Regions from separate parts of the Mus musculus genome. Here region 2 is linked to region 1. The links are chromatin contacts, called in public promoter capture Hi-C maps. All regions are on one chromosome and are shown on one strand. The core of a region is the stretch at or near the end of the contact, and the rest is flanking DNA. Distances in the headings are between cores, read along the strand shown.

The links. Promoter capture Hi-C pulls out the DNA fragments that hold promoters and counts their contacts.
Region 2: a promoter capture Hi-C map of hippocampal neurons shows a contact between it and region 1, with 5 times the contacts expected there. The contact joins the promoter of Sstr2 here to the promoter of Kcnj16 in region 1. A contact is called at or near these places in 2 of 39 promoter capture datasets (hippocampal neurons and liver).

The regions. Positions count from the first base shown.
Region 1 is chr11:110,996,068-110,998,767 of GRCm38.p6, forward strand. Kcnj16 (potassium inwardly-rectifying channel, subfamily J, member 16) reads left to right here and starts at 1,420. Exons shown (of 2, transcript NM_001252209.2): 1 at 1,420-1,530.
Region 2 is chr11:113,617,993-113,620,692 of GRCm38.p6, forward strand. It overlaps Sstr2 (somatostatin receptor 2), which reads left to right and starts at 1,335. Exons shown (of 2, transcript NM_001042606.3): 1 at 1,335-1,630. It also overlaps a transcript of Slc39a11 not described here.

The DNA of each region.
Region 1 (2,700 bases), core at 170-2,669:
GACAAATCTCTCTTTCCCGGAATAACAAGCAACTCCTCTTTCCTACATGACTTTCCATCCATCCCAGTTATCTATGGCATCGAACATGTGAAAGCTTCCTGCCTCCTCTCGCTAACACCTCTCACTCTGCTCCCATTTTTTGTCATTTAACTAGGGTTCTACCTTCAAATTTATGACATTTTTCATCAAGGTTACTAATAGCATTCCACAGTCAAATACAACTTCTCAATGCCAGGGTGTCCCCTATGTCTGACAAGATGGCATTCCCTAACCCTGCCAAACTTTCATGGTGTACCATAGCTCACGGTTTTGCTGTACATGGAAGGGTTTTCTCACTTCCTGTTATGGATTCTCTTCCTCCTTCCAACCTCAAATTGGGTTTTGTCCTAGGCCTCAGTCAATGGGATTTTTCTCTCTTCTAACTCTTCTGGCTTCTTGTGTGGTCTCTTCCATTATCCGTGACTGCAAATGCCAAATGTATAGCACTAACTTCTAGTCTGAATCTTCTAAATTCCAAATCATTGTATTATCTCCTGGCAAGTCCATTTGTTTGAAGAGTGTATACCTATTCCTATACCTATACCTATACTTATATATCTATAATGCTAGGTAAAAATCTACTATTGAGTGTCACTTGTCAAAATTCCTTATCTCAGGTCTCAGTGAATTCACCAGAATTTACTTAAAAAAAATTCAACATCGACTAATTATTGAAAATGATGCTAAGCCTTCATTTAAAGAAAATGAACACTGGACAGTGAGTAAGTGACTCATTCCTTCTCTTATCCCCAAAGAAAAGAAAGCAAAGAAAACAACCACAAATGAAAGCAGTTTCCTGAAGAACATCCAATGTCCTTGAACTAATACCAAGGTTGTTGATAATTTCTCTAGGGTCACCTACTATCTTGGAACCCATGTGAAATCATGTTGGGCAAGAGGCTGTTTGCCTTTGGTATAGGGTTACATAGTCAGGCAGGGTGTGTGTTTCCACAGAAATCTCTACTGTGACAGTAAGAAAGCCCACACACAAGAAGATCAGACTTGGATGAAGTTGTACCAGCCCTGAGATGTCAGCACGAGAGGATTCAGCCTTCTGGGTCAACGCGATGTTTAGGGGGCAGCATGTGGCCACTTGGTAATTTGAGGGATTCTTGTGATTTAACAGGCTCCTAGAGCTGTGATCAAAGACCGAGTTGTAAAGGAGCTTAGAGAAAGGGTATTTCTCCTAGCTTCTTGTTTTCTGTCAGCCTCCGTTGGCAGGCGTCTCTACCATGAGTAGGCATGGGAACCAGTTAAAGAAAGTGTCGATTCAGTCAAGTAACGCTGAGAACTCTGGCTTTTGTCTGTGCTGAATGTGGCCGGAAAGGCAAAACAGAACGAGATTCTGCTGTGGGGTTTCTCATCTCCATGGTGGTAGGTACTGACAGCCTCAGAAGGGGAACAAGAAGAGCGCAGAGAAGAGATCATGAGTTCTGTCTGGGCAGTCGTGTTGAAGATCAAAAGGCCCCAGGGCTTGGATCTGTAACTGAGGTAAGACCTTGCTGTCATGTACAAACTGATCGAAGCCTGGGCTACTTGCTCGTTTATCTGTTCCTTTAAGCTCATTCTTTCTAAGGGGAAGCTTTTGTTGGGTATTGCATCGTCCACGGGCTAGATAGTCATGTTTTGTTACTACACAGTCTATGGCTGGGATTCTTTTTCCTTTTCATATCATCTCTAAGGAGGGCTGAAGCAAACAGTCTGAGACAAGTGCCATTTAGGGATTTCTTAAGGGAAGTAAAATTCAGAGGAAAGCGAAAAGGGGAGCGACTTGATCAGTGGAATATCAGTGCTGCTTATTGACATGGCTGGTGTGGCAGAAGTGAATCTTTAATTTCCTGTGCAAACAGGCATGAATAAAACAAAGCCATGCTGTATGTCTTTGCCATCCTCCCACTGTCTCCAAGGGACAACAAAGCAACAGGAAGGACACGAAATTGTAAGACGATTCAGGCTCTGTACTGTTTTGTCGTAATTACATCTCCACCGCTAAAAATGTGGGCACACGTTATTATTAAATGTATGTAAAAAAATTTTAGCTACTCAGAAGTCTTTAGTGAGGAGAAATATCCCCTACTTGCCAAACACTTAAATATGCTTTAGAGATTAAAAAAACAAAAAAAGAATCACTAGGCTTTTTGCTATTTAATGTTTTTCTTATATTAATTATTTTATTTCAATTTTCATATCTGAGAGTTGCTATGGAGTAAGTAGCACTCAGGCTACCCCATGTCTGTAATTTTTCATTTCACTTTTAAAAAAGACACAATTAGAATAGTTTGACTGTGGAAATTCTAAGGCCATGAAGGTGCAGGATCATGGATAATGGCCATAAGTATTTTATTTATAGAGAATGTGAGTCTTTGCCTTTCCAAAGTTCCTTTTTTTCTTCTTTGATTCCTATGAGTCTTCAAGTCATCCTGAGAAATCAGAAAAGGCGGAGACAATGTCTGCAGAGCTTATGGAAGCTTTCTATCCTATCAGAATTGGCTACCTATCAGCAGTGACCTTTCTAAGTTCTCAGCTTCAAACCACCTCCTTGAAAAAAGCCTTTAACAGTATCTGTCCCTAGATAGTATATAATCTCTGTTGGTATGGTACCTGGCACATAGGAACCACAAACTAAGCAGAGATAACTGTTATTAGCTCCATTTTCTCGAG
Region 2 (2,700 bases), core at 85-2,584, 2.6 Mb after region 1:
GAGGCCTGAGCTCACTCAGGGCCCCTTCTTTCCCCCAGGGCCACTCCCCTCGTTCTGAGAGCTGCACTATTCAACCCTTCAACCCCGCCCATAAAAAAACCTAAAGACAAGCCAACCCACACAACACTAGGACCCGACAACCACTGCTTCAATCTCCATCAAGTCCACAGAGCCCACACATCTCGTAGAGATGGTGCCAGTGAGCGACACTCTGACTTACAAGAATTCCGGGCTGCTTTTACCTGCTGCCTGGCTCCCTGTCAAAACTCACCGCACATACACAACTCCTGGATTTATGCTTTTCCCCGATGAACCCGCAAGCAGATCAAAAACAGGATGGCTGCATCAGGACCCACAGAGAAAGCTAATCGGGGGGGGGGGGGTTTGTTTTCTGATTTTTCATGTTCTAGAAACCACCAGGGTGCACTCACTGTCTCTGTCTGTCTGTCTGTCTCTGCCCCTCTCTCTCTCCTCTCTCTCCCCTCTCTCTCCTCTCTCTCTCCTCTCTCTCTCTCTCTCTCTCTCTCTCTCTCTCTGGGGGAGTGTTAAGAGGTGAAGGAAGGGAGGCTACAGGATTGATTATGACTTATTAAACTATTGGAACATCGGCTGAATCATCACAGTCAAAAAATAAATAGCTGCAACTTGATGCGACACATCTCCCACTTCTTGTGAGTCCCTCCTTGCTCCCGCAGAGCGCCACAGCGCGCGTAGGCGGAACGGTTGGGCTGGGGCTGGGTCAGACCAGCAAGCAGTGACTGACGGGCTAAATTAAAGCTAGAAGAGACTGCATGGCCCGGGGCCTCCAGTTGGGAGAGCGGTGGAGCCCGCGGAGCCTGCTGGCTGCAGGAACTGAAGCCAGGTGCCCCGCGCTTGCACACCTGCAGGCGCCTGCACGGGAGACACGCTTGCTGCTGTCACCCCTTTTTCCTCTGCCCTTAGCCTGACTCTGCAACCTGTGCCCTGTTCCCGGGACTGGACCGTGGTAGGCACGGCTTTGCAAACTTGAGAACACGTCTTAAAGGTCCCGGAGCTAGTCTAGGTCACCCAAGTCGCCGCACCAGCTGCCTGGAATTTGTTGGGTAAAACCAGACCGAGTCACTGAAATCGGAAAGAAAGCCACGCGCGCCCTCATAGGGAGGAGTCGTGGAGACACTGACATCGCTTCACCATCCAACAGCATCAAGGTCTGCTGTCTTATCCTGGGCCACCCGCAGGTTTTCTCCACTCTGCTCACCGGGTCCAACAGGACCCGGCAGGCGGAGCCAAGCTGCCGTGACGTCACGGGCGGGGGCGTGGGGAAGTGTGCCCAGGGGCTGCCACCCGCCCGGGCCACTGCTAGCGGCGCAGCCACCGGCGCGCTCGCGAGGCCACCGGCGCCTGGAGCACCAGTCCGCGGCTGGGCGTCAATGATCTACAGGCCAAGCTAGCTCTCTCGGGGCCCGGGCAAGCTCTCTCAGACGCCAGAAGGGCCAGCACGAGCCAGCCAAGGAAGCTGGGAGCCCCGGGAGCCACTGCTGAGCGCCAAACACCCGCTAAGCCTGCTGTGCTCCTGGACGCCCAGCTGGGTAAAAGAACAGCTTCTGGGTGCTAGAGAACACAGGGAAGCGAGTGCTCGAGGAAAACCAAGGTGAGGGGTGCCAGTGTGCATACGCGTGTGTCACCGTGAGATGGAGGGAGGGACAAGCACACTTTGGGCACCTGCATGCATCTGTTCTGGGGATAGACCGCCGATCCCGGCGACCTGCACGTTGGTCCCGGCGCGCAAATTCTCTGTTTTTGTGCCTTTGGAGGTGACAGGTGGATGAAAGATGCATATCGTGGTGTCTGGGGTGGAAAGGTAGTGTGTTCTGGGACGGATTTGTTCTCAAAGAAAATGCCCAAGTACCGTGGCGTGTGCCCTGCGTGTCCGATGGGGACAACTTGTTTCCTAGCCACCTGCGAAACAGCCCTGGTCCGAGGAAAGAGACACCAGCTAAAGGAGAAGGGACATGCCAAGTGCCACCACAGGGTCCACAGTCTGAGACCTAAGTTAGGGAGGGACAGTGATGGGGACGTCACCGAAAAAGAAGGAAAGCAGATTCTTCAGGGCTCTTTATCGCCCTGATGGGGAGGCAGCCCAAATTCGTCTGCGGTCAGGTCCCCCTCCCTCCCCCCCCCCCCCACCCGCCGCCCTCAGGCAGAGAATCTGTCTAGATTGGAGAGAACCAGCTACTGAATGGTCAGGTCCCCAAGCGACTGTCAGCGCTCCTAGCTGCCCCTGGCACCTCAGTCCCCTCTGCGTTTCGAAGCTGGACATTGCAGGCACCGCAATCCACTCTCCCTCAGTCTGCCTAGAAACGGTAAAGATCCCTTAGGGAACACGTTGTTTCCAGAGTCAGCGAGTTATGACCCTAAATATTTTCCTCACACTAACTCCATCGTCCTGAGCCTCGCTTATCTACCTTCGCCCCAATGGCGAGGGGCACTCTAGCATCGTGGTGGGCTACACAGGGCTGCTGCAAGTTCCAACCTCAGATTCTTGGAGGGGTGTGTGTGTGTGTGTGTGTGTGTGTGTGTGTGTGTGTGTGTGTAGGTGTCTGGTAGGCTTGGAGATGGGGAGGTCTTGAGGGCTCACAACAGAAAGATGCTGGAAAGAAACTAAACCCACCTGTCCCTCCTCTAGTTGTGGAGCAGTCTGTGGGAGGGAAAGAGGGGGTT